Regions from separate parts of the Sus scrofa genome. Here region 1 is linked to region 2. The links are chromatin contacts, called in public HiChIP or PLAC-seq maps. All regions are on one chromosome and are shown on one strand. Each heading gives the region's core, a stretch centred on a gene start, on an enhancer-like site or on the middle of the called end of the contact. The rest is flanking DNA. Distances are from core to core; before and after follow the strand shown. Region 1 holds the start of ATF7 (cyclic AMP-dependent transcription factor ATF-7). Region 2 holds the start of PRR13 (proline rich 13).

Region 1 (5,497 bases), core at 441-2,940, 180 kb before region 2:
ATTTAGCTATTATATTTATTATTTTGTATGTATAGAATAATAGTCAATTGGACTAGCACAATTTGTAGAATTTCTTTCTCCCTGATTTGTAATGCCACTGCTGTTATATAGAAATCTCCCATACATACTGAGGGTCTGCTGCTATCATTGTATTTTTTTTTTTGTTTTTTTCTTTTTGGCTGCCCCATGGCTTACGGAGATCCCAGGCCAGGGGTCAGATCACAGCTGCAGTCATGACCTAAGCCACAGCTTAGTATCCCAAGCTCTACTAAAACACCGCCAATCCCTTTGCGCCACAGCGGGAACTCCTATCATTGTATTCTTTTAAGTAGAAATTGTTTTAGGAGAGAGTAGATTGGCAACCAGGACCCCTCTCAGCTTTTCTCAATTCACTTCGCAAGAACATAGGTGATTGTACGCTGCTCTTTCACTTTTGTTACCTAGGGAGAAATCACCTGGATTCTTTCTACCTTTCAGAGGCTGTGAAGACAGATGAGATCCTAGGCAGGAAGTTTAGAAAGCTGATATAAAACTGCAAAAGGAAGCTTCCTGAGAGAGATTCCAGAGGTAACATTTTGAGTCAACCATCCTTATAATTACAATAATGTTTTTAAAGTATTTCTCGGGGAGTTCCCATCGTGGCTTAGTGGTTAATGAATCTGACTAGGAACCATGAGGTTGTGGGTTCCATCCCTGACCTTGCTCATTGGGTTAAGGATCCGGTGTTGCTATGAGCTGTGGTGTAGGTTGCAGACGTGGCTCTGGCGTAGGCAGGCGGCTACAGCTCTGATTAGACCCCTAGCCTGGGAACCTTCATAAGCCGCACGTGCAGCCCTAGAAAAAGACAAAAAAAAAAAAGTTTTTCTTGGAGTTCCCATTGTGGCAAAGCAGAAATGAGTCCGACTAGTATCCTTGAGGATGCAGGTTCAATCTCCAGCCTCAACTGGTCTGGGATCCAGTGTAGCCATGAGTTGTGGTAGGTAGGTCGCAGACGCAGCTCGGATCCTGAGTTGCTATGGCTGTGGTGGTGGCTGGCAGCTGTAGCTCTGATTAGACCCCAAGCCTGGGAATCTCCACAGGCTGCAGGTGCAGCCTTAAAAAAATAAAACTAAAAAATCAAGGTTTTTTTTTTAGTTGTAAATACCACATAACAAAATTTACCACCTTAGTAACCATATGAGAAATTTTTAAATGGTCTTTGCATTTGATGTTTCACCCAAAATCTTCCGAAGGCTGTCTCCTTCTCATAGTTCAATTCTTCAAGGAAGTGATAATTCTGAAGGCCTGCATTTTGTAAAAAGTCTCCAATTCCTGTGGTTGAACTTTTGGTAGAAGTTCTCCACTGCCATAAACAGTCACACACAGAGCAGATTATGGCCACAGTTATGCTACTCTAAGTGCAAAGAAGAAAATGCAACTACTCAACTGTTTGGAATCTTGTATAGCTGTCTCAGTTTTTCCCCTTTTTTAACAGCTTTATTGAGGTATAATCTCCTCTCGTTTTTAAAGTGCGCTCCTTTAAGATGATCTCATTCTGTAGAATGAGAACCTTTGAATCTCCAGTACTACAGGCACCTGTAAGGATTCCCTTTCCTTCTTTTTCTTTTCTCCCTTACACTAGGCAGCCGAACACGTGTAACCACCGCCTAGAGAACTTGTTCAGCCTCCCTACCTAGCCCTGCCCACTCAAAGTCCAGCCCCTTCTTTTTTCGGAGGCCAGTCCCTCGGCCGCTTTCCAATTCAGGCCCAACAAATCTCGCCCTTCCTCCAACCCCCTCTCAACATCTCGCGAGAAGTGCGCGCGCCTGGCCGGACGAGAGGAAAGTATCTGCTCCGCTGAGGGGGGGGAAGAAGGAGCTGGAGGTAGATTGTGAGACGAAGCGCAGGCGGGCAGGAGGCGACGGAGCTACCAACGGGTAAGTCCTGTTAACATTAACTAGTCCATGAGCTGACGGGACTCTCCCCCTCAACTCTGGCCTGTCCCAGTGTCCCAGGCCGGGATCTCCCCTCCCAGTGTGTGTTGGACGGGGGCGCTGAGGCGGTGGCCGGGCCCTGTCTGAGGAAGAGGGTGGGGCGTGGGCTAAGGCCGACCAATAAAAGAGAAGGAGGCTACGATTGGCGGCGATGAGCACTAATAGGAGATCGTCTTTACCTTGCGGAGTGCCGCCCCCTTCTCTCTTTCCTCCCGCCTCCTTCCTTTGGGGGGGGAAGGCGGGGCCAGAGGCCTGAAGTGTGGGGAGAACTTGGGGTAAGTAGCCCCGGGGGGCGCAGGGCGTGGCAATGAGAGGGGAGTTGAATCCTGAGGGAATGGAAGTCTAGTGGAGGCTGGAATGGGGTGGAATGGGAGGAAGGGGTGGGGTACTAAATTGGTTGAAGACCCAGGGTTTCTTCCAAGAGTGGGGTTAGAGGCTTGGCATTGGAAGCGGCAAGGGTAATAGGCAGGAGGTAGGGATGAGTAGGTGAAAACATGGTACTTGGTTTGGCTGGAAAGATAGAGGTAAATCATTGGAAGTGAGAGCACGGCATTTCGACTGAATTATAAAAAAGAGTATTAGGGACATGATAGCAGGAAAAAAGTGGATATGGAGAAAATTAAGTGAGTGAGTTTGGGAAGACTTAATAGTGGTGTGTTAATGGCCAAAAGGCATCACTTTAGAGAGGGTATGGGGGAATCCAGAGAAGTAAGGGAGGTGTTTGGTTAGGAGACGGCTGATATATACAAGCGTTTAGCCTAGGTATCAGAAGAAGCCTGGGAAATAGATGTAGGACTTTTGGTGGATATTGCACCCAGTCTCGTGACCAGCCTGCAAGAGAGGTGGGATAGGGGTAGAGAAGGAGAAAAATAGAGCACTTTCATCACTTCTACTCTGATTTCCTTTCTCCCCCTCTTCCTCTTCCCGCACTTCATCTCTTCAACTCAGGGATGGGGGCTTGAGACTTAAGCAGCCAAGTTGGAGCCCCATAGGGAGTTATATGTTGCTCTCAATTGCTTGTTATGTTCTCCGACTGGGGTGTTTACTACCCAGGGCACCTCCTACCCAGATTCCCGCGTTGCTGCTTTACTAACTTTAAAAGTTTGTTTTCTCCTTAACAGAGGGTGTTTTAATATCTCTGAGGGTTGTGTCATAGTAAGTGTAGGTTTGTGGGGGTATGCAGAGCTTTCTCTGAAAGCTCGCTTGAGCCCTGTGTTTAAAAACTTTGCAGTAATGCAAGTTATTCTTGTAGAGACATCGGTCTTTATAGGTATTCTAAGCACAACAAAATATCCTAAATTGAAATTTGTTTTGTCAAATATGTTTCTTACCCACTGATATTCTGGAAGAGTTGCTAAATGGTCGCAGTTTTATTTAGCTTATATATTTTTTAATGGTGTAAATAAAATGCACACATATTTCAGGAAAGTGAAAAAATTTCAGCTTCTTCCTTTGTGTCCAGACTCAGAAGCTAAAGATATGTCATAATATCTTAGGGCAAGGGTTGGGGAAATCAAACACAATTTGTACTTAAACATGGAGGATATAAGGTAAGTGGAGATGATTGCGAAATTTAACATGTCCGTAAGAAAAGAAGCTAAAGGAAAGTTTGGCAGCTATACTAAGTAGTCTTACCAGTTCTTAATTCTATACAGAAAAGGGGCAAGTCTTTGCCCTTTGTTTGATAGTTACATATTATTTAATAATGAACTAATACAGCCAATTAATTAATAATGCCTTTGCTGTTACATAGATTTGTCTTTTACATTTCTTTTCTTCTCCTTTTACTTTTGGAAGCAAAATAACATCTGAAATACCCAAAAAGCTGTTATATGAAGAGAAATCTCAGAGTATGTTGCTTTGTATCATTCACCTTGGGTTTTCAGCAACTATTTGTTCTCCTGGCTAGGAAGTTACCTCTGCAGCACTTTGAAACCAATTAGTTACTGACTTTTTAAGATTAATTACTTAATTGGCTTCCAGAATTTCACATTCAGAGCATTGCTGTTGGACATACAGACATTTTCACAGTTTGCCTGGCAGCAGCTTGCGCATGCACACACCTCCCACCCCCCCAATTCAAGGAGAGAGCCAAGTTCCTTGTTTTATTCTTCCATCCTACAGTTTGTGATGGCTTTGACTTGGGTACTATTAAATGCAACATTATTTTTTTTCTTATTAACATCTACCAAAAAAGTAGAGAATTATAGCAGTTCTCATCTTGAAATTTGTGGATTAAAGATTACATCCTGTGATGTTGTAGTGTTGTAACTTTTGTTTTTGTTTACCATGGCTTTTAAATGCTAATATTTACCGTTACTGTATGTCTTCTTTCTCTTTCCTCTCCCCATTTCCAAACCAAAATGAAAATTGTTTTTTCAACCAGCTCACAAGCTGCTGCTTTAAGTCCCTAGCTCTGCCTGAACACAGCTGCTCTAAAGTTCTCTCAAGTTATTGTTTTGTACATGTCAAGACTGAGCTTTTCCTCGGCTGCAGTAGGAGGGAGTCAGTGTTAGAGCAGCCTCCTATCCACGTCTGATGAGGAGGAGCCTTTTTGAAAGGAAGTTTTAGGTGGAGCAAATAGCTTTGCCATGTAAATGTCTAATAAAGACCGCTCTCTCCTTGAAACTAATTGGCAGACCTGCACATAATTGTCCCTTATCCCTTGATAAAGGTACTGAAGTTAAGGGGCAGATGTTGTTTCTTTGGAAAAACAAATGCAACATTTGTTAAAAAATAAAAAGCATTACTTCTTTTGTTGCTGGTTTCTCTGACTGTGGTACTGTGATTTTAGACTCAGTGAAAAAAAGTCTTCCATCTCTAGAAACATGTCAAAGAAAACAGTTTTTAGCTTATCATTTTTTAATGTTGCCTTCTCCTAACGGTCTTCTTTTGGGATCAAGTACATTCATGAAATGTGAAAATGCATCATTTTGGAATGTCTGGTGGGTGGTCTGGTCTTTTGACTTCTGAATGCTGTAAGGAAGAGGTCTCTACTTCTCAGATACCCTGTTCCAATACTAGAGCTCTACTTTTAGAACATTCTTTACATTTTGCTGAAGCTCTTAACTCCTGCCATCTAAAGCTACAATAAATAAACCTAATTCCTTGTCATCATGGTAGCCCTTCAAATATTTGATGGCAGTTATGTCCTGTTAAGTCGTCTTTTACTGGGATAAATATCCCAAGTTCTTTCAGCCATTCCTTAAGTGACATTTTTGAATAAAGTTCAGGCTCCTCATCAACTTAGTTGCTGGAGTTATTAGGGTTTCTTATCTAGATCTGAAAATAGCATCTCAGATATAATCAAATCAATACACAGTACAAGGGAGAGTGTGGCTTTTTTATCCTCCACTGCACTCAATACCTCTGTTCTTAAAACCCAAGATCACATTAACTTACATAATTAATTTTTTCATTTTAATTGATGGTTTTGCATTTATCCCTGTAATTGTCATCTTGTTAGTTTTATTTTTTAATAATGATTTTTTTTCATTATAGCTGATCTACAGTGTTCTGTCAAT
Region 2 (6,282 bases), core at 2,307-4,806:
TCCAGGATTTCCCATCGTGGAGGGATCCAGGATCCGGCGTTGCCGTGAGCTGTGGTGTAGGTTGCAGAGGCAGCTCAGATCCCACGTTGCTGAGGCTCTGGCATAGGCTGGTGGCTCCAGCTCCGATTCGACCCCTAGCCTGGGAATCTCCACATGCCGAGGGAGCAGCCCCAGAAAAGACAAAACAAACAAACCAAACCAAAAAAACTGTCACCCAAAACTTTTTTTTTTTTTTGTCTTTTCTAGGGCGGCACCCGCGGCATATGGAGGTTCCCAGGCCAGTGGTCTAATCGGAGCTGCAGCTGCCAGCCTACACCACCAGATCCAAGCTGCATGTGACCTACACCACAGCTCATGGCAAAGCAGGATCCTCAACCTACTGAGCGAGGCCAGGGATGGAACCCGCAACGTAATGGTTCCTAGTCGGATTCGTTAACCACTGTGCCACGATGGGAACTCCATCCAAAACATTTTTTAATCTCTCCATTCAATCTCACCTTTCCTTCTCCTCAGACTTCTACCAAAGATCCAGAACCAGGACTAGCACCCAAAGCCATACATAAGGCAAAAAAATTTGCTAAGCAGGAGTTCCTGTAGTGGCGCAGTGGTTAACGAATCCGACTAGGAACCATGAGGTTGAGGGTTCGGTCCCTGCCCTTGCTCAGTGGGTTAATGATCCGGCGTTGCCGTGAGCTATGGTGTAAGTTGCAGACTTGGCTCAGATCCCGCGTTGTTGTGGCTCTGGCGTAGGCCAGTGGCTACAGCTCCGATTCAACCCCTAGCCTGGGAACCTCCAAATGCCGCGGAAGCGGCCCAAGAAGTAGCAACAACAACAAAAAAGACAAAAAGACAAAAAAAAAAAAAAAAAAAAAAAAAATTTGCTAAGCAGAAAAATGTAAATTAAGGCCTCCTTAAGATCAAGGTTGCCCTAAAAATTAAAAAAAAAAAAAAAGAAGAAGAAGGGGGAAAAAAGGGAGTTCCTGTTGTGACTCAGCAGTAACAAACCCAACTAGAATCCATGAGGATTCGGGCTCAATCCCTGGCCTCACTCAGTGGGTTAGGGATCCAGCGTTGCTGTGAGCTGCGCTGTAGGCTGCAGACACCACTTGCACCTAGCATGGCTGTGGCTGTGGTGCCTGATTCAACCCCTAGCCTGGGAACTTCCATATGCCTCAGGTGTGGCCCTAAAAATTTTTTTTAAATATCTCAAGGTTGGTTCAATTCTTCCAGAGTTGGTTCTGAGAGCTACTTTTACTACTTGGTCCTGAGAGCTACTTGCTAATTTACACTCCTCTGGCATGAAGATACTTAGCCTGAGACTGAGCACGAAATTGAGGGTTTTATTGGAGCCTGAGTCACTGACTGCTCTTGTCCTCAGTTTCCCTGCTGGACAAGAAGACCTACGTAATTAATACAACAAGCTGAGAACAGTGAAGGAGAGAAAGAAATTCCAGGAACTAGGACCAGATTATTATCTATCATTACATAAGACTTTGCTTGGCCAAAGGTCTTGACATTTGACCACCTCAGTGGGTGTGTCCCACTTGCCAGAACAAGCATGGGGGTGGGGAGGCCAAAGCTCTGGGAAAAGAAAGGCAAAAAAGAAAAGCACCTGATTCTGATAGCCATTCTAAGGCTCAACATAGCCCCTGGCAGACAGAAGGCCCAATTAGCCTAATAATTATTTTCAAGATTATTAAATTCTTCGCAGTGGGAATCCTTTACAAAAAGGAAGCACCATCTGCCAGAGTAACACAATGCCCTGTCCCAAGTCCTCAGACTGTGAATCCCCATTCCTTGTCCCTGCCACCTACCTCTCTTCCCACCTCCAGCCACCCTAGTCCTTCTGAGGGGGCACCTCTTCCTAGCCAGGCTCCAGAGGGCACTGACCTTGCCATGCTTGTGGTGTTTGTGCTTCTTTTTATGAGCTTTCTTCATTTTCTTCTTCATCTTCTTGTCCATCACCATGCCTGGTCCTACCATGCCAGGAGCCAATGGATTCACAGGTGGCATGCAAGGGGCAGGTGGTGGGTAGGGACCTGAGGGCTGGCATCCTGGATGCCCTGGCTGTGGCACAGGATAACAAGGCCCGCCAGGGGGAAAAGCTGGATTCCCCTGGGGCACTCCTGGAGGAGTGGGAAGGGGGCCTGGAGGAAAGGGAGGGTTGGCAGATGGTGGATGGGTAGGATGGCAACCTCCAGGGTATCCAACGTTAGGCGGGTAAGGATTTGGCCCTGGCTGCCCTGGTGGAAAAAGCAAAGAATAAATTTAAGATTAGAACTGCCCAGAGCTTCTGACAACAAACAACAAAAAGAAGGGGATTCCATTTTTCACTCAATACTTAAAGGAAAATGGAGGAGTTCCTGTAGTGGCTCAGTGGTTAACGAATCCCACTAGGAACCATGAGGTTGTGGGTTCGATCCCTGGCCTCGCTCAGTGGGTTAAGGAACTGCAGTGAACTGTGGTGTAGGTCGCAGACGCGGCTCGGATCCCGCGTTGCTGTGGCTGTGGCGCAGTTGCAGCTACAGCTCCGATTGGACCGCTAGCCTGGGAACCTCCATATGCCGCAGGTGTGGCCCTAGGGGGGAAAAAATGTAAAGCTGAAGAAAGAGGAGCATGGAGGGGAGGGGAGACAAACCTATACAAGAGAAAGAAAAGGTAACGTTCCCTGGAGACAGTGAACTCTGGGGGAAGACACTGGGCAGCTATGGACTTTGCTTTTTTGTAGGTTAGGGCAGAGGTGGAGGAGAAACGGACACAAACTTCCTGTTGTGGCCCATCCGAAAAGGGACTGGGGCAGGAGAAGAGATTCTCCCCAAACACTTACCGGCATTGGGATTCCACATGTTCAGGGGTTTTCACCAGCCTGAGGAGAAAGAAATGAAGGTTAAAAGCTGACGGCCCAGAAGTGGGTGGGTGATTTAGACACCAAGCCCAACTTCAACGCCTCCTGCCCCACTGTAGGCTCCCAGGGAACTAACAGGTTCGCTACATAAGAAATGTCTCCTTCCACCCGCTCCTTCGCCCCCAATACCTAGTTTCCCTCCACCTTCCACTCGCTCTGGCTGCGGATTCTAACTCCTCGGGAGAGGGGCTGAGTGCGCGAATCTCGCTATCCCCATCACTCCTCTCCCTTTCCTTGACCGAGCCCGGAAGACTTTAACCACCATAGGCTGCGGAGGGATCTGAAACAACTTCACCATCCCCAAGGATGGGTGACGGGAGACAGGACCCCGCACCCCAGGCTAACAGAAGGACCTGCCTGGAGGCGAAAGGAGGTAAGGCAGCTCAGGAAAGATCCTCAAACGCTTATATAGTTAGACACACCCTCTTACCCTTTAAAAAAGGCAAGTGGAGACCCCGGCTCCCCAGCAACGAAGGGGCGTCTCACCCAGGAATGGAGAAAGAAAGGAACAGAATACTGACGTCCCGTCAGCTTTATACCACCGCCTGGGCGGAGGCGTCCTCCGCAGCCTCCACTCTCACTTCCCGATCACCCTCTCACGTTAGGCTTTGGCATCCGCCTCTGCTGCCTCCGAATTGGTAATATAACAACATTGGGCTTTAGGATTGGAGAACATGCTCGTCAATCACTCTAGTCCCCACTAGGCTAAAAGGCAATGGTTGCAGTGGGGGCGGAGCTGGGCGCTCTGGGGTGAGGCCGGTGCAGAGGGCGAGCGGGCCGGAAATGCCTGGGGGCGGGGCTATGGGTGGGCGGGGCCAGCTTCAGAGCAAGTTCGTGAGTACCTAGAGGAAATTCAACCCTTGACCTCTGAGCTCTTAGTCCAGTGGGTGCCACACCTTATAAAGTAAATATACCATGATAAATGTTGTACAGATATATATACACAGCTTAAGGAAGGGCGGGGAGCTGCCGATATTCACCCTAAAACTCAATATTGCCGCCTCTGTCAGCGTCCATAGAAAGTAAAGAAACATTCTTGGGAGAAATACAGAGATTTCTAATCTCTCCTAGGATTCCCTGTATCAACTACATAGCTCCGCCATCTGTCGAATTGCACAAAGCAGAAACGCCGGAGGTGATCCTTGATGGCTCTCTCCTTCACCTTCCCCTCTTCCCGCTCCAGCATCGGGAAGGGTCCGTTTGTTTCACGAATAAATCTGAAATTTCTCTACTTCTCTTCAATCTTCTCTGCTTCCAGCCTACCATCATATCTCAACGGGAATGCTGCAATGGCCTCTTCTTCTTTTTTTTTTTTTTTTTTTTTGGCCTCATTCACCACATATGGAAGTTCCCAAGCCAGGAGTCAACACTTGCCATAGCAGTGACCCAAGCTGCTGCAGTGACAACCTGGGATCCTTAACCTCCTGTGCCACAAGGGAACTCCATTCTTTTTTCTGAAGGAAGTACTAAATAATATGCCACTATTTGGATATTCCACATTTAGTTTATCCATTCATTAACTGATGGACATTTGAATTGTTTTTATGTTTTGCCTATTATGAATATTGCTGCTATGAACATTCGTGTACAAGTTTGTGCATAATCATAGGTGTGACCGTGTTTTCTTTTTTTATTTCAGCATAGAAATTTATTTAAATTCGAAATTACATGGTTAGGAGTTCCTGCACGGTTCACTGGGTTAAGAACTGGACTACTGGAGTTCCCGTCGTGGCTCCGTGGTTAACGAATCTGACTAGAAACCATGAGGTTGTGGGTTCGATCCCCGGCTTTGCTCAGTGGGTTAAGGATCCAGCATTGCCATGAGCTGTGGTGTAGGTCTCAGATACAGCTCGGATCCCACGTTGCTGTGGCTCTGGCATAGGCTGGTGGCTACAGCTCCCATTCAACCCCTAGCCTGGGACCCTCCATATGCCGTGGGAGCGGCCCAGGAAATGGCAAAAAGACAAAAAAAAAAAAAAAAAAAAAAAAAAAGAACTGGACTACTACCCATGAGAATGTGGGTTTCCCTGGCCCCATGCAGTGGGTTAAGGATCTGGTGTTGACATGAGCTATGGTGTAGGTTGAAGATGGGGCTTATATCCTGCATTGCTGTGGCTGTGGTATAGGCCAGCAGCTGCAGTTCCACCCCTAGCCCAGGAACTTCCGTATGCTGCAGGTTCGGCCCTAAAAATAAAAAAAAAAATTACATGGTTATATTTGTTTGTTTTAATTTTTGGCCACACCCATGGCATGCAGAAATTCCTGGGCCAGGGACTGAACCTGCTCCACCACTGTAACCAAAGCCACAGCAGTGACAACACTGGATCCTTAACCCACTGAGCCAAGAGGAAACTCCTACATGGTTATATTTAGAACAATGTAGTAATTATCTAAAACATATACCATCCTTGGCTCTAAAACAGTTCTAAAGATGTCATTCTTTTGAAGTCAAAAAAAAAAAATGTGTGGTAAGAATGTACAGGGAGCAAAAATACAAAAAACAAGTTTGCGGAGCATTGGGTGTTGTTATGAGAGACACACCAAAATAAATGTAATAGCCTCCAAATTATCTAACATGCAGCAAGGCGTTCTCTTGCTTTATCAACTCCTGGAAAATAAATCAGTGACCTCAGTAATGCAAGAATATCACCACTTGGTTAAAAGGACAAGCTTTCTGAGGGACGCAAGTAGTAATTCACTTACGTCCCATTTCTCTAATCCCTTTACTTACACTAGTTTCTTTTCTTTTCTTTTCTTTTTTTTTTTTTTTTTTTTTTTTTTTCTTTTTTGCTATTTCTTGGGCCACTCCTGCGGCATATGGAGGTTCCCAGGCTAGGGGTCGAATCAGAGCTGCAGCCACTGGCCTACGCCAGAGCCGCAGCAACGCAGGATCCGAGCCGCGTCTGCAACCTACACCACAGCTCATGGCAACGCCGCATCGTTAACCCACTGAGCAAGGCCAGGGACCAAACCCGCAACCTCATGGTTCCTAGTCGGATTCGTTAACCACTTCGCCACGACGGGAACTCCTACACTAGTTTCTTTTCTTTCCTCTAAGATAGGTTTTTATCCTGTTGAAAAAACTGTGGTGTTATTTGTATATTGGAGTGAATACTATCCCGACTGAACTATGCAGGGATTTAGTTAATGCTCATGTCAGGGTTCAAAGTTTTGGTAAAGGTCAATCGGCTAGTTAGCAGAGACTATCAGTGGCTTGCAGGAAAAAATTTTCAGACATTATATGTTTGCTAAATAGATTTTTATTGTCTTTTTTTTTTTTTTTTTTTTTGCCTTTTACTAGGGCCACACCTGCGGCACATGGAGGTTCCCAGGCTTGGGGTCTAATCGGAGCTGTAGCTGCCGGCCTATGCCAGAGC

Evidence for each region. HiChIP or PLAC-seq counts read pairs in DNA pulled down with a chosen protein or histone mark.
Region 1: a contact with region 2 is called in an H3K27ac HiChIP or PLAC-seq map of alveolar macrophages. The contact joins the promoter of ATF7 here to the promoter of PRR13 in region 2. A contact is called at or near these places in 1 of 47 Hi-C or Micro-C datasets (heart right ventricle) and 1 of 2 datasets of contacts at active chromatin or transcription factors (alveolar macrophages).

What each region holds. Positions count from the first base shown.
Region 1 is chr5:18,834,863-18,840,359 of Sscrofa11.1, reverse strand. It overlaps ATF7 (cyclic AMP-dependent transcription factor ATF-7), which reads left to right and starts at 1,690. Exons shown (of 11, transcript XM_013987080.2): 1 at 1,690-1,916.
Region 2 is chr5:18,658,088-18,664,369 of Sscrofa11.1, reverse strand. It overlaps PRR13 (proline rich 13), which reads right to left and starts at 3,556. Exons shown (of 4, transcript NM_001244511.1): 1 at 3,336-3,556; 2 at 2,828-2,866; 3 at 1,815-2,243. The coding sequence starts at 2,846.